Regions from separate parts of the Rattus norvegicus genome. Here region 2 is linked to region 1. A link is a contact called in public Hi-C data. All regions are on one chromosome and are shown on one strand. The core of a region is the stretch at or near the end of the contact, and the rest is flanking DNA. Distances in the headings are between cores, read along the strand shown. Region 1 has its middle 23 kb from the start of Tmem176b. Region 2 has its middle 29 kb from the start of Aoc1.

Evidence for each region. A called contact is a pair of places that touch in the nucleus more often than the background predicts.
Region 2: a Hi-C map of liver shows a contact between it and region 1, with 6 times the contacts expected there. The contact joins two enhancer-like sites. A contact is called at or near these places in 6 of 12 Hi-C or Micro-C datasets (frontal cortex, kidney, liver and 2 more).

The regions. Positions count from the first base shown.
Region 1 is chr4:79,079,729-79,084,941 of GRCr8, forward strand. No RefSeq gene overlaps it. Among named protein-coding and RNA genes, the nearest start is that of Tmem176b, 23 kb to the right of the region's middle. Within about 2 kb of position 2,628, at least 11 of the 93 cell types and tissues checked have an H3K27ac peak or open chromatin away from gene starts, as enhancers often do. A contact at or near this core is called in liver, where this site is marked.
Region 2 is chr4:79,169,084-79,174,296 of GRCr8, forward strand. It overlaps the pseudogene Dab2ip-ps1. Among named protein-coding and RNA genes, the nearest start is that of Aoc1, 29 kb to the left of the region's middle. Within about 2 kb of position 3,163, at least 4 of the 93 cell types and tissues checked have an H3K27ac peak or open chromatin away from gene starts, as enhancers often do. A contact at or near this core is called in liver, where this site is marked.

The sequences.
Region 1 (5,213 bases), core at 1,378-3,877:
ACCAAGACCTGAGTCTATAAACTGTTTTTTTTTTTTTTTAAGAATACAAGGTTTTCATGTGCCAAAGACGTCAACGAAGTTGAAAACAAAAGAAAATAAAAAATATCTATATAAAAAAAATCTCACAACTTAACATGCAAAGCCTGTGTGGACTGTTGTCAGAGGCACCATAAATGGCCAATCCCAATTTCTAAAGCATCAAATGACGGCCAGTCATTCTTTGAAGGTTATCACATCTACTGCTGGCATGAATGAGTGCTGAGTGGGTAAGGAAGGGAGGGGCCCCTTTAATGCAGGCTCCGCTGAGACCATATTCCTTGGTGGGCTTTGACAAGGGCTCTCTGATCAAATTCACCCTGAGTTTAAATATTTACATCCTTCAATGCAGTCATATTACAGTGAGTCTGAGATGGACCCTTCACTGATATTTTATTTTAAAAGCCAAGAGATTTCCCCTATGTTCATTCTACATCAATGAGGAGTTGGCAGTGTCTTTTCTTTGCACTTCAGACTTATTTACTTGGAGCCCTTTGTCCCAGCCATTAGCACCTCTGGCTTCTTTGTTTGTGGTCCTGTTACTAAAGAAATAAAATAATCAAAGCGTGTAATGGGACGGTCAAATGGGTGCTGTTAAGAGATACCAGGGAAGGCCAAAGGGACACATTCCCTTATCTTAACTTTTTCTTTAGTGCTTCAAGTTACCATTAAGCTAAGGAGTATCTAGCTTGTGTGTTTCCTTTCCAAACTAGTCTATGCATGATGAGCAAATAAATAAAGTGTTTATATGTGGGGAATTGTACAGATTACAAAAAATGCAAACTGTTGCTCTGTAACATGTCTTAATATAGCAAATTAACTTACAAAGGTTTGGTCAATAAAAGGAACGGTGGAATTCAGAAATCACATTGGTACACAGATTGAATTTTCCCCTTTAATTTTTATCCGGAGATGCCACAAACCAGAGCGCGCTCTTCCATTTTCACCAGTAGGTGGCGCACTCGTACCACGTGTGTTGCCCACGTCCTCGGTTCTCTTTTGCGGCTTTTCTGTTTTGAAAGGGTTCCACCGAGGTTTCTCTGATCTGTTGTGGTTTTGGCTCCATAATTTAGTAGATTGCACGATTCCTTATAAGATCCATTTTCTATCAAGTTGAATTTATTTTTCTTCCAAAAAGTAAAAGTTATGATGCTGAGGGTGGTTAGAACTGGTCCTCATCCCACTTCCACCTTCCGGGTGCTGAGATTACAAGCCCGCACCATCGCACTGAGTTTGTTCCGCAGCCCTGAGGTTTTATTACACTGTTATCTTTCCTGTTTATACGGAACTAATTTATCACTTTCATTATCAAGTGATGTTTGGGTTTTGTTTTGGTTTTTGCTTTGAACTCTGTGTTCAGTGGCACAGATTCTCAACAAGACATGCTCATCTTGACATGACGTTTGCAGGGCGGTAAGGGTCTTCAACAGCGCAGATCTTTATCAGGAGTTACCACACACACACACACACACACACACACACACACACACACACACACACACCAGCTTTAACAAATAACATGTTACACACATTGCTCTGTGTCTGACTCTCATTTATAAACACTAAGTACAAAGATGCTTCTTTTTTCTCTCAACAGCTGCAAAGTGCAGAGAAGAGAGAACAGGTCAGATTTCAGACTTGATTCTGCTTCTCTTGAACTGCCGTTCAGTGAGACATTTGAGGCCTCAAGCAATAGTTCCCACATGGATATTGTCTAAGGAGTGGACTCCCCAGAAGTAGAATATATGATACCGAATTTTTAAGAAAAGTGGCCAAGGGGTTGGGGATTTAGCTCAGTGGTAGAGCGCTTGCCTAGGAAGCGCAAGGCCCTGGGTTTGGTCCTCAGCTCCGGATTAAAAAAAGAAAAGAAAAAAGAAGAAGAAGAAAAGTGGCCAATATAAACACTGGGTTAAGCAGGAGCCCTAATGCCAACAAAGTCATGCTAGAAGCCAAGCAAGGAGGCTGTGTGGAGCTCAGCGAAGACTCTGAAGCCTGGGTGTGATTCGCCAACCTTGAAATCAGTGAAGAGGGGCTTTGAGTTCACACCGTGGTCATAGGTGAACAGGACTGAGAAAGCCAACATCAATCAACCGGCTCTTACAGAGTTGTGCTCTCCAGGGAATCCAGGTCCTTCCCTGGAATAAGAAAGGCAGCACGAGGGAAGCACTCGAAGTTATCCTCAGGAAAGGCGCTGTTCCTTTACTGCTGATTTACTGACCTGGAGATGCAGCGGGTATCGCAGTGGCTGGCTTCCGGTTAATGACTACGCTGGCAGTAAATCTGAGGATTACTTGAAAGCAGACATCACGTGCCTGAAACAGGGCTCTCTGTCTGTCGCTTATACTTCATTGCTCCTTCAGGACATGGGTTTCAGCCATTGGATACTGGGTTTATGGAGAGTTTATGTGAAAAAATGAGTATCTTACAGTTGCTATAGAAGATGCTAGAGGGACACCAGCGGTTTAGGAAACAGATAATGAGACAAATCCATGGACATAAAATGAACATACATGGGTTTTCAGGAACAGCTGGTAAAGAGAGAAGTAAGGTGTTTCGAAGACAAAGGTCAGCCTCTCCCTGCTGCGCATGCTCTTTGGTAAAGGAAGTTACTGGGAGTAGGGTCAGAGAGGGAGGCTGTGCCTTGGGGTGTGGCTAGGGTTGAAAACAGTGAACACTGAGTTTACAGTTCTTGGAAGTAATATGTAAGAACACACAGGCAGGGCTTGAAGGGTTTCTAATGGACATTGAGAGGATCACAGAAGCAGACAGCAATCAGCTCTAACTTGAGTGGAGTGCGTAGCAACAGAAGCGAGAGCCATTTAGGAAGAATGCTGTGGTGCAGACAGAAGAAGGAAGGTGGGACGGTGCCACCGAGATGCAAATGGAGACGACGGAGCAGGCGTTTGAGATGAAAGTCCAAGGGCTGCAGGACCTGAAACAGCTTTGGCTTTGTCCTGAGTGGATGGGGAAGGAATTCGAAATTGCAGCACAGAGAATTAGAGAGGAAACATTGTCAGTTTGAGGAAGAGAAAGCTAACTGGGAAGTTCGACAATGTATTTTTAGAACGGACCTCTTGAGAAGAGCATGGCAAAAGAGAAGAGAGGCTAGATGCTTATTTGCGATTTATTTATTTGCGACAGTCTCTCTATGTAGCCCTGACTGGCTTGGAATTCACTCTGTAGACCAGGCTGGGCTTGAACTCAGACATCCTCCTGCCTCTGCCTCCAAATGCAGGGACTAAAGACATTATACCTCCCCATACCTTGCTACAAGATCTTTTAAACTTTATTGACTATGTACTAGCTGCCAAGATGCCAGTTTGGACATCAGTGTTTGTTGGATCCATTTGACCAGTTTGCACCAGTTTTATCCATAATGGTGGATTTAACAGTGTGAAAAAATATTTTTGTTATTATTGGTCTTGATGGGGATGGACTCTCTATGGTTCAGGGTACTTAAAAATTAACAGCCATAAGTACACATTCATATTCTCTTTCCCTTATTTAATAAAAAAGATGTATTCAGATCTACTTACTTACAAACATGTTCTAGTGGTTTGATTGTTTACAGAATATGTCCCCCTCCCTCCAAAAAAATAAAAAGGACGCTGGAAGGTTTCACTGAGGATAAGTTGCCAGAACATGATGCAAAACATGCGTCTCTGTGATAATTATAAACAAAGCTTCCACCAATGCCAATTTATAATAATGTACGCAGCCTAACACAGAAAACCCTTTGTGGAACAATTCTATTGTCTAAAAGAACATGTGGAAAAGAAAACTTACATGCTTATGGTGCATGCGAAGTTTTTTATAATAGTCTTTGTTTTGGAATATATATATATATATACACACACACACACACATACACACATACACACATATACACACATACACATACATAAACATACACACATACACACACACATACACACATACATACACATACACATACACACACATTCATATATTCTCATTTAGTGCTCTGCTCTTTTAGCTGGAATCTTGCTGCTGCTTCATTTTTAATAGCATTGAACTGAAATATGCTCCATATTCTGTCCCTGCTAAAATGAAATCTAGCATCTTCCATTTGGTAGAGTCACCAGGGAACATGCCTTTACCTCCCTCTTTGCACTCTGTAGCAAAGGAGATGCTTTTCTAGACAAACTGTGAAGCTAAAGGTCAACCCGTGTGGAGACCCAGTCTCTCTGTCTTACTAGACATGGGAATCAAGGCCTTTTGAAAAGGAAAAAGGATCATTCAATAACCAGTCGTTCATGAATCACATACCTTTTTGCTTATACTGTAAAAGAATCCACACAACAAACAGCGATGTGGTATAACACACATATACATTTATATCTATAATAAATATAATTTATAACTGCATTTACAGAGTCTGAGGTTATGTACAGCTTCCTAAGGAAAACAACCTTGACCAACAAGAGTTGTTTCCACATACGTGAATTCCTTCCACTTGTCTGTCCTCAGGAACATGGCATCTCTTCAGAGCTCACTTGGAGCAACCTTGGGGTCTTCCCAAAAACAGCATCATTACTCAGGAGGCTTTGGAGTGCTGCCCCATAGGGTCATGACCTAGAGATTCAGAGGGAACCATTTAGACATCAGTTACTGTACCCTAGTACGTCTAGCATTTTGTGTAGGAAGCAGGACTCATTCAATAGCAGGGGGATTCAAGCATGGCTAAACTCAGCACTCAGGGAACAATTGCAGGAGAAGCTATCCCCATCTCTGGGGTCTGACTTTAGCACATGGTCTTCATCTCTAAGCTCCAGGTGATCTACGGCAGCTCCAGGCAGGGGTGGGGTGGGAAGGGTGGGGGTAGCAAACAGCAGCCATAGACCCTACGTTGCAGCCCCAGGCTTCAAGTGCAGTCTTTTCTGGAAGTGTGACCCAGAAGTCGTGGATGTGCTGACATGACTAACTCAGGCTGTATGCCCATGCCAGAAACCACGTGCTAGAGCATATGATCTCAGTATAGGTAAGTCTGAGCCACATGCTTCATTCCTGGACCTGAAAACAGTGTCCCATCAGGACATTTAGCCTGTCAGAAATGAAAAAGGTCTCCGCTGAATCTAGGGCTGCTAATAGAATGTGGGAGCGGCTACTCAGGACATCTGTTTTAAAATTCTGTACTCAGTGGTTCAAAAAGTTTC
Region 2 (5,213 bases), core at 1,913-4,412, 90 kb after region 1:
TTCGTTTCTACTTGGTTGGTTTCAGCTCTGAGTTTTATTATTTCCTGCCTTCCACTCCTCTTGGGTTTATTTATTTCTTTTTGTTCTAGATCTATTAGGTGTGCTGTCAAGCTGCTGACATATGCTCTCTCCTGTTTCTTTCTGCAGGCACTCAGCGCTATGAGTTTTCCTCTTAGCACAGCTTTCATTGTGTCCCATAAGTTTGGGAATGTTGTATCTTCATTTTCATTAAATTCTAAGAAGTCTTTAATTTCTTTCTTTATTTCTTCTTTGACCAAGCTGTCATTGAGTAGAGCATTGTTCAACTTCTATGCATATGTGGGCTTTATGTCATTTTTATTGTTGTTATTGATGACCATTTTCAGTGCGTGGTGATCTGATAGGATGCATGGGATTATTTCTATCTTCCTTTATCTGTTGAGGCCTGTTTTGTCACCGATTATATGGTCAATTTTGGAGAAGGTACCATGAGGTGGTGAGAAGAAGGTAAATTCTTTTGCTTTAGGATAGAATGTTCTATAAATATCTGTTAAGTCCATTTGGCTCATGACTTCTCTTAGTCTGTCTACATCTCTGTTTAATTTCTGTTTCCATGATCTGTCCAGTGATGAGAGTGGGGTGTTGAAATCTCCTACTATTATTGTGTGAGGTGCAGTGTGTGCTTTGAGCTTTAGTAAGGTTTCTTTTATGAATGTAGGTGCCCTTGCATTTGGAGCATAGATATTTAGGATTGAGAGTTCATCTTGGTAGATTTTTCCTTTGACGAATATGAAGTGTCCTTCCTTATCTTTTTTAATGACTTTTGGTTTAAAGTCAATTTTATTTGTTATTAGAATGTCAACTCCAGCTTGTTTCTTCGGGCCATTTGATTGGAAATTTGTTTTCCAGCCATTTACTCTGAGGTAGTGTCTATCTTTGTCTCTGAGTTGTATTTCCTGAATGCATCAAAATGCTGGGTCCTCTTTACATATCCAGTCTGTTAGTCTGTGGCTTTTTATTGGGAATTGAGTCCATTGATGTTGAGAGATATTAAGGAATAGTGATTGTCACTTCCTGTTATTTTTGTTATTAGAGTTGGAATTATATTTGTTTGTCTCTCTTTTGGTTTCATTGTAAGGAAATTGTATTCTTTCTTTCTGCATCATGTATTTTCTCTCCTTGTGTTGGAGCTTTCCATCTATTATCCTTTGTAGGGCTGGATTTATAAAAAGATATTGTGTCAACTTGGATTAGTCATGGAATATCTTGGTTTCTCCATCTATATTAATTGAAAGCTTTGCTGAATACACTAACTTGGGCTGGCATTTGTGTTCTCTTAGGGTCTGTACGATATCTGTTCAGGATCTTCTGGATTTCACTGTCTCTGGTGAGAAGTCTGGTGTAATTCTTATAAGTCTGTCTTTATAGATCAGTTGACCTTTTTCCTTTACTGCTTTTAATATTCCTTCTCTATTTTGTGCATTTGGTGTTTTAACTATTATGTGACGGGAGGAATTTCTCTTCTGGTCCAATCTATTTGGAGTTCTCTAGGCTTCTTGTATCTTTTGGTCTAGGAGATTTTTGCATTTTACATTATCTTTGACAGTTGTGTCCATGATTTCTATGGTATCTTCTGCCCCTGAGATTCTCTCTTCTATCTCTTGTATTCTGTTGGTGATGCTTGTGTCTTTGGCTCCTTGTCTCTTCCTTAGGTTTTCTATATCCAGGGTTGTCTCCCTTTGTGCTTTCTTTATTGTTTCTATTTCCATTTTTAATTCCTTCACCTGTTTGGTTGTGTTTTCCTGTAAATCTTTTTTGTGTTTCCTCTCTAAGGGCTTCTACTACTTGTTTACTTGTGTTTTCCTGCATTTCTTTTTTTTTAATTTTTTAAAAATAGCTTAATAAATCTTTAATGGTTCTAATTGCAAGTGTACAGAAATTGCACAGCCACATAGAGTCTTCGGACACTAACAACGTCTCTGTACATTATTACAGGGTTAAAAGTCTCGGCAGAGGGAAGGGCTCTGGCTGACTCTGATGTTTGCCTTTTTCCTTTTTACATACTTACAAAAGGGGGTGCTAGGCACAGTGGGGTTGATGGTAACCTTGTGGCTAAGTATATAGAAAAGAGGGGCTGGTTCCCTAGACAGTCTGGCTCCCAGTCGTTAGGGTATGAGAGAGGAGTGTCCCTCGGGCAGGTGCTGGGGCACATGTGGAGCTCTGGCCCTGGTTCCCACCCCCACCCCTGGGCAGTCAGAAGTCTTCGCTCAGATGAAGTTTGGCAGTTTCCTTCACCCTAACATACGAGTTGAATAAAAAGTCTATGTTGGCAGGGGAGGGGCCCCTCACTCCTGCAGAGCCTGGGTGTCAGTGGCCAGGGCCTTCCCAGAGCAGGGCCTCTGGCAACACCAGCCCTTGCTGTGGCCAGAGCTCAGCCCCAAAGCTGTGGGGCAGGAGGATGCTCTACTGGCCCCATTGGGGCCTGTGCCCTCATCAACCTCCCACCCCAACAGCATGCTTGAAAGCCAACCAATGTCCCAGGCAGGGAAAAGACAGACAGACACCTAGACTGCAAAGCTCTTCGTCCTGCCCAGCACCCTTCTCTAGGCTGTATCAACAGTGAGAGCAGTGTCCTGGCCAGCCCTTGCAGCACCAGGACTAAAGGACTATGTACATCCCTTGGGTGAAATAGTTCCGTTACAGTCAAACACCAAGAACATTTACAAAAGTCGGCAGACTTGCAATTAAGATAAAAATCTGTGGAGAGTCTACAGTTTTACAGTGTTTGCACGAGGTAATAAGTCTCTTGGCCTGAGAGCCAACAACCCCGCCAGAGGGGCCATTGCATCTGGCCCTGCGCTCTCCTGTCCAGGCCTGGGGACTTCCCCATATTGCTAGGAGGCGCTCAGACAGAGGTCACTTTAAAGAGGCATGGGCGACAGTGTGGGTGGGAAGGAAAACAGGGCTCCCTGGACATTAGAAGGGCAAGACCCAGGCCAGGCCAGGCCCTGCCCGAGAGGCCACCCCTGCTGAAATGCACAGGGGCAGGGGTGTGGATAGGAGTGGGGCAGGAAGAGGCAGTGACAGGACCTCAGCCCCACCTCCTTCCTTCCTAAGGTCTCTGACCCTTGATGGCCACGCCCTCTCCCAGCACTGGTCTGCAGCCTAACTGGGTTATAGGTTACAGCTAAAAGTCCAGGGCATCTACCCTTTACCCTTGCCTGTCCGTGGACTGAGTTTGAGGTGCAGCAGAGCTAGGCCATACCTCCACCCTTTCTAGTGAGATCTCTAGGAGCACTGAGTGCAGCTTGCCTAGCCCCATTCTGCTGTCTGGGCAAAGGCTCCTGCCCTAGGTGACTCAGAACCGGAGCTTGGAATCTAGAGTGTGGGAACAGATGGGAACCCAAGAGAGACTCAAGCTCCTGCCCATCTCTGTTCCACAAAGGGGGAGGGAGGGTCAGATATGCTACAGAACAGCCTAGAGCTGGGGTAAGCCAGCCCCAGCTGTGGGGTGCGCCCCTCCCTGCCTGCAGTGCCTGGGTCCTTGACTGGGGCTGGGAGGGTGAGGAGAGGCGTCTGCACACATGGAGCCTGATGCAGGCTGCTGCTGTCTTGGAGAGGGAGCAACTCTAACATCCTCCAGGGTCGCTAGTTCCCATGCAGTGCGCACGCTCAATTTAAAAGACCCTGTGTTTCAGCAAGCGAGCAAGCGGGCTTTTGTTTCTAATGCATACTGCTGCTGATGCCCTTCATCTGGATGTCCTTGTCTTTCTGCTGCCGCCGCAGCCGCTCCTCGCCCTCCTCCAGCCGAGCCTGGTACTCGAGCACCAGCTTCTGCGTCGTCTCCTCCTGGCACTTGAACAGGGTCTGTACTCCTCCAGCTTCTTGGTGGAGATCCGCAGCTTGTCTTGCAGCACTGCCAGATCCTTTTCTGCTTGGCTGAGCTCCTCATTACTCCTTAGCCTATACCTTGGGGGGGGAGGTGTCGTGGGCCAAGACACTCGTCTTCTAACAACTGCGCGTTCATAGTCAAGAGCCAAGCGGCCGTGAGGTCCAGAGCATTGGGACTGACCAGTGAAGGGCCCTGCTTGTGCTAGGCGCGGGGCTTCAACTCCGGGCTGTCTCCCTCGGAAGAGGAGGACTGTTGCCGCAGCCGGGTGCCAGGGCCAGCCCAGTCAGGTGATGCTGATGCCAGGGTTCCACTTGAGGGTCGTGGGTATTGTAGGGTGCTCAGCATGGTAGGAGGTGTCCTGCCCGGGGGGTGGTGGTGGTGGTGGTGGTGGCGGTGACAGCGGGTCAATCCTCCCCTGGGGACCTGGGCTATTTTGCCTCGGCACTGTTGGCTGACCACCCTTCTCAGTCAGTGATATCTGACTCCGTGCCAGTTCACCAGGCCACCGTGCCAGCTCCTCAGCAGCAGTGCTAAAACTTCCTAGTTTGGCAGCGGCTGCCAGCTCTTCACTATTGCTGGGAGAGCTCAGGGAGCTGTGGCCCTCAGAGCCTGAGTCACCAAGGCCACGGGGTGACAGTGGCAGGCCAGCAGCCATCTGGTACACGGGATTCTGGAAGGAGAGTGGGGCCAACAACTGGGGCCGGCCTGGTGCACCCCTGGAGGTGCCTGGTGTGGTTGGTGTTGGCACTGCCCGCCGCACTATGGCCAATCCTGCCGGACTCACTGGGGCTGCCCGGGCTGGCCACCCAGTCACCAGCTGAGTTGCAGGTACCTGCCTGTCAGCAGGAAGGGCTTCGGGGCCCACTGGGGAACATGCCTCCCTGTCCAGTGTGCGGGCGTCCTAGAGGTCCACCATGGACAGGCTCTTGCTGCCATTGGCCATCTGCAGGTCAGGCTCGTTGGCTTCTGAGTAGCTTGAGCTGCGGGCAGGTGAAGGCTAGACCCCGGAGGACCTTGTGACAAAAAACAAGTCCTTGTTTTCGGGGGTTGGAGACGGTAACTGGGTGAAATCTATCAGACCAGAGAGATCATTCTCAATCACCATCTTCTGAAGCCCAGCTGAGACACTGCTGATGCCAGAGCCTGGGGTGGAGGCCAGGTCATTGGTGCCAGGGAGCTGCCCACTGCCTGGAGTACTCGGTGCTGTGTGGACATCCCTCAGGATACACGGCAGGGGTCCCAGCTTGGATACAATGCTCTGATCAAACTGGCTGACAGCTTCCCAGAGCAGAGAGTGTAAGCTAGAGAGCTTCCAGCCCAGGTCTATGTAGCCCTCGAAGCC